Linked DNA regions of Sus scrofa: region 2 is linked to region 1. The links are chromatin contacts, called in public Hi-C maps. All regions are on one chromosome and are shown on one strand. The core of a region is the stretch at or near the end of the contact, and the rest is flanking DNA. Distances in the headings are between cores, read along the strand shown.

Evidence for each region. Hi-C and Micro-C count contacts between places; a contact is called where the count stands out from the background.
Region 2: a contact with region 1 is called in a Hi-C map of liver, with 9 times the contacts expected there. The contact joins the promoter of PHB here to the promoter of SNF8 in region 1. A contact is called at or near these places in 2 of 47 Hi-C or Micro-C datasets (heart right ventricle and liver).

The regions. Positions count from the first base shown.
Region 1 is chr12:25,148,929-25,155,283 of Sscrofa11.1, forward strand. SNF8 (vacuolar-sorting protein SNF8) reads right to left here and starts at 3,919. Exons shown (of 8, transcript XM_003358083.4): 1 at 3,764-3,919; 2 at 3,351-3,401; 3 at 191-329. The coding sequence starts at 3,817.
Region 2 is chr12:25,606,664-25,613,018 of Sscrofa11.1, forward strand. PHB (prohibitin) reads right to left here and starts at 3,030. Exons shown (of 7, transcript XM_003131560.6): 1 at 2,949-3,030; 2 at 970-1,084. The coding sequence starts at 1,057. LOC106505435 (a long non-coding RNA gene) reads left to right here and starts at 3,261. Exons shown (of 3, transcript XR_002337165.1): 1 at 3,261-3,339.

The sequences.
Region 1 (6,355 bases), core at 2,669-5,168:
GCCAACCTGTCCATCTTTCCCAGCAAACTGGGCACTCAGCCATCCTGCAGGCACTCCCTGCAGACAATATCCTCTGGATCTCCCTGGAGACCCTTACAGAAGCTGCTCCAACACTAGTGCTAACAACTAGATGAGCTTTGTCCCTTAGGACCTCTAGAAGAACATTGGACCCCTACAGACAACTCCTTACAGGCCAGAGGATCCACCCCAATGGTGGCACACATGTCCTGGAACTGCACCCGGAACTCGGGATTCTTCCGGATCTCCTGCTTGTGCTTGCTAGCAAATTCTTCCAGGTTGGTCTTGAACATGTCCAACTGCTTTGACATCTACAGAGCAAGGGGAAAATTAGGGGCAATCCAACCAAGTGATAATCGGATGTCAACAGCAGGTAGGTCCCTGGGCCAGTGACAAGGCAAAGTCAGAAATACCCTGTCCCCTTCAGGACTACCATTATGCTGCTTCCTGTTTTCTTTTCTTTTCTTTTCTTTTTTTTTTTTTTTTTGGCCTTTTTAGGGCTGAACCCACGGCAGGTGGAAGTTGCCAGGTTAGGGGTCGAATCAGAGCTGTAGCCACCGGCCTACATGACAACCACAGGAATGCGAGATCTGAGCTGATGTGCCTAGGCTTGGAAGCGCGTTCAGCCTGGATACCTCTGCGGTGAGTCCTGGTTTTGAAATTATTTATTCTGGTAACAAATATTTGTAGATGATATTGAATGAGTCAGTTTTGTGGTATGTGTTTTACAGGATTCAGAGGTAATTTAATCCATACCCTCAAGAAATGTAGGCAATGCCATTTCCTTAACCCACTGAGCAAGGCCGGGGATTGAACCCAAGTCCTCATAGACACTAGTCAGATTTGTTTCCGCTGAGCCACAACGGGAACTCCTGTTCCTCCTGTTCTTTCTTTTTATCCCTGCCTCTCCTTCACAGTTCAGCTATCAGTAGCAGTTGAGATGCTGTATGTTTCCTCAACTCTAAAACACACATTTTTTTTTCATATGTTCCTGTTCTAAAGTCAGGATGCATTTACAACTAATATGCATATCTAATATGGCACTTTCTTTTTTTAAACAAATTTTCTTCTTTTATTTGTTCATGTTCCTCCAGTTTCCTTCAGATATAAGAGACACAGAGCACTGTGTGAGTTTAAGGTGTACAGCATGACTATTTGATTTACAAAGATCATAAAGTGATTATCGTAGTAAGTTTGGCAAACATCCATCGTCTCATATGGATACAAAATTAAAGAAATAGAAAAAAAATTTTTCCTTATGATGAGAGCTCAGTATCTACTCTCTTAACACCTCCCACATAGAACATACAGCAGCCTTAATTATATTTATCTTGCTATGTTTCTTTTCTTATTCCCAGAAAAAATGGTATTAAATTGAAGGTGCACCTAGTAATCAATTTTGCCTTAAAAATGAGGGGATCAGAGTTCCCATCGTGGCTTAGTGGTTAATGAATCCGACTAGCAACCATGAGGTTGTGGGTTCGATCCCTGGCCTCACTCAGTGGGTTAAGGATCTGGCATTGCCTCAAGATTCAGCACAAGTCGAAGATGCAGCTTGGATCTGGCATTGCTGTGGCTGTGATGTAGGCTGGCGGCTATAGCTCCAATTTGACCCCTAGCCTGGGAACCTCCATATGCCACATGGGTAGCCCTAAAAAGACACACACAAAAAGAATCTCTGAGGGAGAGATATGGGTCTACCAGATTACATTCTTTTTTTTTTTTTCCCCCCTGGTCTTTTTAGAGCCACACCCACAGGATATGGAGGTTCCCAGGCTAGGGTAAAATCAGAGCTATAGCCGCTGGCCTATGCCACAGCCACAGCAATGCTGGATCTGAGCCATGTCTGCGACCTACACCACAGCTCACAGCAATGCCGGATCCTTAACCACTGCAAGGCCAGGGATTGGATTGAACCTGCATCCTCATGGATGCTAGTCAGCCTTGCTTCTGCTGAGCTACGATGGGGGGACCTCCCCAGATTAGATTCTAAAGCTAAATACTTTTGGTTTGGGGATACTGTGACTTCCTATTTGTATTACTCCTTTTCTTTCCCTAATTAATAAAGCCTATCTTCAACCCACCCAGAATAACCTCTCCTGGCCCAACATCTCCTCATTCACCACATATTAGAAATTTACACATTATTCTAATCACCATTTCCAATTGATTGCTGCATGTTATCTCCCCATGTGGGTGCTTTTGAAGAGCACAGCCTGTGTCTACCATATCTCCTCAGTTCATGGGCCATTTCCTGGCCTCAGTTCCTCCTTCCACTCTTCACCAGTCAAAATAACTGAGTAAACACAGAGCATATACAGAAAAGGGTAGTGTTATAGAAGTGTGCAGGAGCCACACTCTCAACACTGACACATGCTTCTGCTATGCACCTAGATGTGTTGGTGGTGGTGGGTACCATTGGTTAGGCAATATTTTCCTGTTATCCTTAGGCATTTAAAGTAAAAATTCAGGAGTTCCTTCTGTGGCACAGTGGAACTGCTGTTGTCTCTATAGTGGCCTGGGCCTCTGCAAGGGCACAGGTTTGATCCCCTGCCTGGCACAGTGGGTTAAGGATCACCACACCGTGCCATGCCTGGCACAGTGGTTTAAGCTATGGCCACAGCTGCAGCGTGGGTCCCAGGTGAGTCTCAGATTTGATCCCTGGCCCAGGAACTTCCACATGACAAAGGGTGGCCAAAAAGGAGGCAGGGGAGGGAAAAACTCAAAAGACCTAACTCGACTCCCCACTCCCCAACTTACTACTCATGTAACCTTGGATATAGCACCTAACACTTCGGTGCCCTCAATTCTAAACTGAAAAAGAGAATTCCTTCCTGACAGAATTGTCAGGAGAAAGATAGGACATTTAAAGAAAACGGACAAGTGCCTGGGATGCTACGAGCAGGTAATCACTCAAAGATGTTGGCTCTCACTGTTATTAGCAAGATCTGAGCAGCCTAGAGACTGGGATTTACCTAATACCCTATTTTTATTTTTTTATTATTACCATCATTTATTTTTTGGCCGAACCCAGTGGTATTTGGAAGTTCCCAGGCCAGGGATCAAACCTGAACCACCCAAGCCACAGCAGTAATAACCGCTTAACCGCTAAACCACCAGGGAACTCCAAATACCCTATTTTTAGTTAGATCCAAACAATCCGGTTTATATCAAAAAGGGATGGAAATGCTATAAAACTGGGTTGTGATGATCATCGTATAACTATAAATGTAATAAAATTCATTGAGTTAAAAAATTTTTTTAAAAATTTTAAAGTGTTTTGCCCAGCCTGTGGGGTCTCCCTCGCTGTCTGGACCCTCCAACCCACTCACCTGGGCCAGTTGGTCCTCAGCCAAGACAGTCCCTCGCTCCTTATACTTGGCCTGTCAGACAAAGAAACAAGCATGAGTTCAGAAAGTGGGTGCTGAAGGCTCCCACTTGTACTGTCTCCGCAAAGGTATGAAAAGAGGAGCGTCTCGCAAATGGGTTTTCCTAGGGAGAGGGAGTCAGGAAGTAGAACAGACACGTCTGGAGCCAAATTGCGCGAAGTGAGGGAAAGGGCTGATGGATCTGGGGATGCTGACGTTCCAAGCCACCGGAAGCTAGAGAAACTCAGTTCTCCAGGACCAGAGAAGCCCACGTCAGATGCTACTGGGAGGCGATTTGAGGGTATAGAGCTCTGCTTGGAGAGACTTCTGTCTCCCGCGGGTCAGGTGTGGCTGCGGGCCCGCCTCCTTCCACTCACCTCGGCAAGCTTCTTCTTGGCGATGGCGCCAGCGCCCACCCCGCGGCGGTGCATCCCCGCCGTGGCCCGCAGGCCACCCAGCTGCCGGGACCCCGGGTCTCCGCGTCCCGGGATCCGCCGCCGGCTCCCCCGACGCGGAAGCGCGGGTCGTGCGTCATCTCCGCGCGCCGGAAGCTACGCCCGAACTTCCGGTCGCGGGGGTCGACCTGTCTCACAGTCAGGGGCCCAACAGCCCCGCCCCTCGCTCCCGCAGGGATACGGAAAACTCCTTGTGGCCGGGTGCTCCCCACCTACGTGCACTTTTCGGACCCTCTCGACTTCCTGCGACTGTCCTCTACTGCCACCCTCCGTCTGCTGGCAGTCTGCTGTGTGCCACGCCCTGAGTTGGGCACCGAGGGTTCCAAAATGAGCATAAAACAATCTGTTCTATGCCATTGGAGCCCACCCTGAATCACACTTAGAGCTTGTGACTGGGGAAGGCGTTACAGTTAAAAACTCTATATTGAGTTAGATTACCTCGTTCCGTAGGTCTCTTTCCCTACATACAGTGCAGTCATTTCAGGCATATTCTTTGATCTCTTGTATTCCATTTTCCAGATTGCGAAAGAGTCATACCTATTCAAAATTGTGAGAATTAAGCCAAAAAATATAAAACAAAGCATTTAGTGCAATGCCTGGTACATAAATGAATTTCAGCTATGTTTGTTTCATCAGATCTAGAGATGAATCAGTCATCTGTGTGTTTAGGAAGCTCCATAAGTGACTTCCATAGCATTGTTGAGTCCAACAACAACAAAAAAGGATCTAATGGAGGTTTCTTAAACCAGGGGGTAATAATACCAAGTTTTCGTTATAGAAGAATTAATGGCAATCTAGGCTTCATTTTAAGTCAGTTGTAGCAATCCAATGTAGAAATGATGAGGACCAGAACTAAGATAGTGTAAGGCTAGAGAGAATGGGACAAATTCAAGACGTGTTAAGAAGGTAGAATGGTGAAATTGGTAAAACAAGAGCAGAGCTGATGGGAAAAGTTAGCAGGATGATCAATTTCCTGGCTTGGGCAACACAGTGGTGCGGTTCAGAAAGAGGGTGGGAAGAGACCACAGGATGAAGTCAGGGAAATAATTAAGAGTGGTTTCAAAAATGTTGAAATTGAGGTTTGTGGGACATCACAGGAAAGAATTGTCATTCAATGTACTGGTATGACATTCACAGAGAACTGGGCTGGGCTACAGATCAAGGTGAAATCATGAATGTGAATAAAGTTACCAGAGAAGTTTCAAGAAAAAGGACAAAAAAAAGGCTGGAAGCAGAGATTGGTGGCAGGATACTTAATTGTCACTTGGGCCCTTGACGGATGTTGGAGCAATGAGCCCAATGAATATGGGTCCCTGAGGATTTCATGGAGCAAGCTGTCACACCAGCCCTGGGCTGCCTGCATCTGGATGTTTATGAGAAAGAGAAATAATTGTTTATCTTTCTAAAGATATTTAGCATTGTTATCTTGTGGCAGGGTGGTTTTTGTTTTGTTTTATTTATGGCTGCTTCCAAGGCACATGGAAATTCCTGGCCCAGGGATCAAATCTCAGCCACAGCTGGGACCTATGCCACAGCTGGGGCAACATCAGATCCTTTAACCAACCCACTGCACTGAGCCAGGGATCGAACTCATGCCTCCACAGCTATCCCAGCTACTGCAGTTGGATTATTAACCCACTGCACCACAGCAATAACTCCTTTTTTCTGTTTTTTTGAAACAGAATCTAATGTTGATAGATGCAAGGATCAAGGAACAAAACAATTACTCAGGCTTTCATAGCCATATCTTCAAATTCCCATTAGATACAAACCTACTTTCTCAGACACAGATTTGTCCCCTCCAAAATGTACATTTGACACCCTCTCGTATACACTGACCTTCTCCGTGATACCTACCATGAAAAACACACTAGCCTCCTGTATACACACAGTGACCTCATATCTTCATATTCTTACCACACCACTAACACAAAACTTGATCCATTAGGTACTCAGTGACATGATCTAGATGTACCTGCTTCATTTCTCCCTCTGACTCACACTGTATGACTACTGAAAATACACTGATCGCTCACTCACAATCATGACCTCAGATTTAACTGTTCCTACCTTCAAATGCAAGCAAACATACTCACTCCCTGAGGTGTACACATTGGCCCTCGGTCAACCTTGTTGCCACCCTCAGGCAGACATGTTCATTCCCTTCTTCAGACACTTTTGCTCTCCTCTGTTATTTAAGAGAAAGTCTGCTGACCAGTAAATATTTAACAATCACCTCTCCAGGTCAGTTGGGAGGAAGGTGCTCTGATTTATAGCATTTGCCAATTTCCATGGTGTAAATACTCTGACTATGGGCTTCCAAGCTATCATTTCAAACTATCAGTGGATTTACAACCTGCTCACAAAATTCCTGCAAATTTCACCGCTCTCAGAAGCATGCTGCTCTGACCATCACAGGTCATCTCACTTGGTTTCAGTGGCTAGTGAGTCATGGGCCTTAAGGCAAATTGGCTAAGAGCCTAGGCTTTTAATTCTCTGCCTCATGGAGGCAGT
Region 2 (6,355 bases), core at 1,780-4,279, 460 kb after region 1:
GGTCAGTTCAATTATCTTTTTTTTTTTTTTTTTTGCTTTTTAGGGCCATACCCGTGGCATATGGAGGTTCCCAGGCTAGGGGCCTAATTGGAGCTGTAGCTGCCAGCCTACACTACGGCCACAGCAATGGAGGATCTGAGCCGCATCTGCCACCTATACCACAGCTCATGGCAATGACGGATCCTTAACCCACTGAGTGAGGCCAGGGATTGAACCCACATCCTCATGGATTCTAGTTGGGTTCGTTAACCACTGGGCCACAAAGGGGACTCCCTGGTTCGATTGTCTTTACCCTGAAAGTAATCCTCCGTGAGTTGGGTCAGTCCACTGCTGCTTTCCAACAGTGAAAGTTCAAGAACATCAGAGCTGGACGCGGTCTTACACATACACTAGTTCAACACTGTTGCCCGACCATGAGAAAGCTGAGGCCTGGGGAGGGAAAAGTGACTTGCCTAGGGTCACACAAGAAAGTGGATGAAAAACCAGCTTAAAGCCCTGCCACACTGCTGAAAGCTGGGCAATGCATCTCAACGCTATTTTCTCTGGAATGACCCAACCACAGCAGAGCAAAAGCTCCTGTTCAGGACAAGGACAAGGTCACCAAAGGTCTAAAGCCCTTGAGTTATCCCCCACACAGGCAGAAGGGAACAAACGAGATCTCCATTTCAGCTGGCCAGAGAAACCCTGACACTCTGCTGCAGCATCACTGTAAAGAACAAGAGCAACCGGAAACACCAAACTGGGCTGGGAGGCTCTCTGTGAATCTAGGCTCCGAGAGAACCTTACAGCTACAGGGACAGAGGCTCTGATGACAATGCAACTATACGGTGTTAGGATGGTGGCAGGTCAGTCTTTGGTCACAAACACATTCACGGACAGCGGCTGCCCACAGGAGTGTCACATGGGCCAGGCAGACCAACAGACATCTTCTGGCAAAGGGCAGTGGCCCACCACCCTTCAGTGTCTCACCATTATACAAGGCAGAGTTCACCACGCCTCCTGCAACGGCTAAGGCCAGGCCAAACTTGCCGATGGACTCAAACACCTTGGCAGCCATGTCTCCTTCTGCTGGACCCACTCACACCTAGGGGTGAAAATAAAATAAACAAAAGACTAGATCCCAAAATCCCGAGAGAAAGCCCTCTCTGAGACATCACGGGTACTTCTGAAGCTGGCTGTTTATTTCTCCATTCTTTTTTTGTTTTTTTGTTTTTGGTCATTTTAGGGCCACACGTGTGGCGCATGTAAGCTCCCAGGCTAGGAGTCAAATTGGAGCTGTAGTAGCCAGCCTGTGTCACAGGCATACCAGATCTGAGCCTCATCTTTGACCTACAAGGCAGCTTTCCGCAACACCAGATCCTTAACCACTGATCGAGGCCAGGGATCGAACCCTTGTCCTTATGGTTAGTAGGCGGGTTTGTTACCACTGAGCCACAACGGGAACTCCATTATTTCCCCATTCTTGAGAGCTTTGAATCATCCACTGAAGGACATTTCATAAATAACACTCTGCAGCTTTCAAAGGGTATTATCAATCCCTTTGCTTTTCTTTTTTCTGCTGCTTTTTTTCTACCACTTAAGAAAAGGGGCCTGGGGATGTTCCAGCACAACGGGTCAGTGGCATCCCTGCGGTGCCAGGACCAAGGTTCAATCCCTGGCCCAGCACAGTGGGCTAAAGGATCTGGTGTTGCTGCAACTGCGATTTGGGTATGATCCTTGGCCTGGGAACTCTATATGTTGTGGGGCAGCCAAACAGGAAACAAAAAGAAACAAAAGGAAAAAAGGGGGCCTGGGGCAGGTGGTTCAAAATGCAGGAGTTCCTGTCGTGGCTCAGTGGTTAATGAACCTGACTAGTATACATGAAGATGTGGGTTCGATCCCTGGCCTCGCTCAGTGCATTAAGGACCTGGTGTTGCCACAAGCTGTGGTGCAGGTTGCAGATGTGGCTCCGATCCCTCGTTGCTGTGGCTGTGCTATAGGCCGGCAGCTGCAGCTCCAATTCGACCCCTAGCCTGGGAACCTCCACAGGCCTTGGGTGCAGTGCCCTAAAGGAAAAAAAAAAAAGGAAGAGGGCATGGGATTATGGGATTGATACTTGATACTTAGCACCACACCAGACCACCCTCCCCTTTCCTGGAGAGGCAGGCCCCAGGAGAGTCTGTGTGGTTAATTCCTTGGAATTTGGGCTCAGAAAAGAATGTGATTACAACAGCAAAAGAATGACACTAGGCAGTCTTCCTCACATCAACCTCTATGAGGATTACTACAAAGGAGGAAACTGAGGCACACAGAGGTCACAGGAGGAGCCTAAGATCACACAGCTAGCAGTGATGCAACCAGGATTAGAACCTGGAGGTCTCGTTCTAGAAGGCAGAGCTAAACTCCTGACCCTGCTGCTGCTTATCATCCGGGATTGAGAACGACCTGTTGTTACGGAAGCACAGGCTGGATGACATTCTGGGGCCAACACACCACAAGAACCAACTGGGCCAGAAAGGCCCTAAACGGCTGCAAAGCGAGAGGGAGAGGGGCGGGGTGGGCGGGAGCAACGCCGATCTCACTCGAATCCACTCAAGCACTTAACTTTGTCTTGCTCCGCCCCATAGTGGTCATCCACTTCGGCCTCCCCTCCCTCCTCCCCAGATCACAACTTCTGAGACTACCCTGACCTCTCCCCGTGCATTTAAATATTTCTCTACCAGACCTGAATTCCCGGTCCTGACCCCTCAGCCTTTCCATTTCTAACAGCTTCTGGATTATTCCTCACCCTGCCCCCATACACACCTCCTTACTCTAACGCAACCTCCTCCCAGGCTCACCCCCGTTCCCTTCCGACACCAGGTGGACCCACGCACTCGTCCCACCGGCCCAAACTTCAAGGCATGGGAGCTCAGAGGGACCACGGAGACAACCCGTCGGGGGCCGCAACCACCCTGCTCCATTCTCACCTGCTTCCACTCTGACCTCCACATGAATTCCCCAGCCACACATACCGCGCATGCGCCGCGCAGCTCCTCCTCTTCCCCCCAGCTCTCCTTCCAAGATCCGCGTCTTTGATTGGCAGGGACTGGCGCTGTGCGTTCTGGGAAGCGTGGCTTGCGGCGGTACCCTGGTTCCCGGGCTCTTCGCACGGGAACTACAATTCCCAAAAAGCCATGCAGCGGCCGGCCCGAGCTGAAAGCTTTTTCTCTTTGGTGGTACTAAATGCCCAGGGTTGCCGCAAAGCCTTTTGGGGGCTGTAGTTTCTTGGGAGAGAAATGCACGTGCCTGTTCTGAAGCGATCCTAGAGCCCCCGAAGATGGGCCCTAAGGCTCTAGGAAAGAGTGGCTGAGACTGCTGGTAGGTGGCGAGGATGGGCAGAGGAAAGGTTGATCACTTTGGAGAAAGTTGTGAAGTAACCGGTAGGCTGAGAGGTGAAGGGGCTGTCTTCTTTTCTTTCCAAAGAAAGAAGTGTTTTGAGTTGTGGGACATGGATAGCCAGGGAACGTTAGAAACCATCTGGACTAGAAAATGAGGCCCAGATAGAAAGGGATTCATTCAGGGTCTTGCACCAATTTAGCAAAGGGGTTGGGCTTAAAGTTAGGGTCCCATGGGTACTTTTTTTTTTTTTTTTAAAGTCTCTTTGGAGTGGTTGCATGCATCGTACAAAGAACACGTGAAAACCTTACTGAAGGTTCATCTTTTGCTGACAATTTGCTCCATTTGCTTTGTCGCTCTAAAACAACAAAACAGCCAGTTATTTTACCAGTAAATTGGGTTTATTTGGGAACATCACTGAATTGCAATTCTGGACATGCAAACTTTGGCACCCTGCAGGCAAGTGTGCAGAGCAAAAAAGACCTTTTTTTATGTTGGAGAAGGGGGAGCTGGGAGGGGCTGTTATAAACAAAGAGTTAGAGGAAACAATTTGAAGTGTAGTGGCTTTTTATTGGCTGAATTGTGACGGTCTCTTATTGGCTGGGCTGTTGCTGGACGAGGAGAAAAATTTCCTTCCTCCTCCTGGATAGAAAAGTGGTACCCTTCTTCCTGTTGGGGATGCAATGGTAGCTCTTCCTCTTGGGTCTCTAGCTGTTGGTAGGGTGTGAGAGTTCCCTATTCTGGCCTTCCTGGCTCAATGTAAAATGAGCTTTCTCTTTATTAATTTTCACATCTTATAAGTTGTTGCCTCCTCTCCCTCCCTCGCTTCTCTCTCTTTGTATTTTCTAAGAGTAAGGATATCCTCTTATATATCTTTAATAAGTTCCATCTACTCTCTGCATTCCACTTTCCCCCCAGTGATCCAATAGTGAACTTCGTAGCAGTCTACACACACACACACACACGCCCCTGCTCCGTACAGGATGCAGTCCAAGATTAGGTCTTGTGTTTATTTTTCATGTCTCTTTAGTCATCTTTAATTTGTCTTCAACTTTCCTTGCTTTTTATTACATTAAAACAGGGAGGGGAAAAAAAAGAATGTTTCTCATTTTGCATTTGTCTGATGTTTCCTCATCATTAGATTCAGGTTTTGCCTTCTTAGCTGGGCTACTACCCAACTGGTATATGGACACATAATTGTAATGAAACCAGGCCCATTTCTGGATTCTAGTAGGACTGAATTCTTTCAACGTCTTTTCCTTGCATTCCTACCCTCTCTGTCCCCCTTCTTTGCCCCCGCTTGGCATGAATGATCAGAGCTATGGATGGCAGAACTCTTCAGGTGGTATGAGTTTGCCTTACCCGCCCACAGTCTTTTCCACTGCCTACCAGAATGCAAGCTCTATGAGAGCTGAATGTTTAGTCTGCTCTCTCCATTGTTCTATTCCCAGAACATACAACAGTGCTTGGCACACAGTGGACACTCAATAAGTATTTGCTGAATGAATGAATAATGAAGGATGTTGAAGTGGCTGGGTAGGCGGGCTGTGGCCAAGAAACACAAGGCAGGATGCTCTAGAATCCTGCAAAAATAGCCTTTGCATTGTCTGCTTCGACTGTTTTTTTTTTTTTTTTTTTGCTTTTTAGGGCTGCACCCACAGCATATGGAGGTTCCCAAGATAGGGGATCTGAGCCACATCTGTGACCTTCACCACAGGTCACGGCAACGCCGGATCCTTAACCCACTGAGTGAGGCCAGGGATCAAACCCGCAACCTCATGGTTCCTAGTCGGATTCGTTTCCACTGCACCATGACAGGAACTCCACCTGCTTCAGTTCTAATCTCACTAGCAGGAATGCTGAAAATAGGAAAAGAAACTAATTTTTATATGTTCTATAATTTTCCAGTCTTTGTACCTACACCATTCCACTCAAGTATCATTACCACCCATTATCCCTCTACAGATAAGGAAGGTGACGTTCAGAGGTTAAGTGGGCCTGCTTGTGGTCCCTCACCCCTAGTTAGAACCAGACTAGAGCAGAACACACATCTAGGTTTCAGCCCTGTATTTTTTCCCACTTCTCCACCTCGTGTCCTGGGAAGCAAAGGCAGCAAGAAAGCTCACATGACAAGAGGGCATTGTGGGGACCTGAGCTGGTTGTAGGTGGAGAGGTGGGGCGGATAAAGGATAAGGATACAGAGGAAGGTATCTGGGACTGATACAATTGTGCAAAAATTAGGGCAAGAGCAGCCTTGGTGCTTTAGGAGTGGATCCAGTTTATTGCTACCCAGAGCATTTACCCCTTCAGCTCTTCTTCCCACTCGGGTGTGCAGGTTGGAGCCAAGGACAAATACATCTTGCACAGTGACTGTGCACCAGTTGTTTCATAAACACATAATCTTATTTAACCCTGTGTTCATCCTCCCATTTTGGAAATGAAGAAATGGAGATTCAGAGAAGTCAAGCAACTTGCTTACAGTCACACAGTGGATACATGACTGATAGGCCTGATACCATAGCCCATGCTGTTTCCAAGCTGTGGCAATGTGTGACCTGTAAGTACTATCTGAACAAAAGTTGATGCTGGTGGCCCAGCAAGTTAAGGATCCAGCATGTCACTGCTGTAGCTCTGGTTTCTGCCATGGTGCAAGTTCGATCTCTGGCCTGGGAACTTCCACATGCTGCAGGTGTGACTAAAAAAAAAAGAAAAAAAAAAAAGAAGAAAAATGTTGGTTCTACTTTCAGGCTCAGTGCCAACCTGGGAGGTGTGGTCATGAAAGCACCTAATTATAGGAAAGCATCTCTTTTTCTTCATTTAGCACACAGATATTGACAGCTTCTTGGGTCATGCTGAATACTGGGGATACGGTAATGAGAAAGATGGGGAAGGTTGCTGTCCTCACGGAGGTTACAATCTGGGCCGAGGGAAGACATAGACAGACAAAGACAAGTACACAAAGAAATAAACGATATGGAATTTTGACCCCCTTCATGAT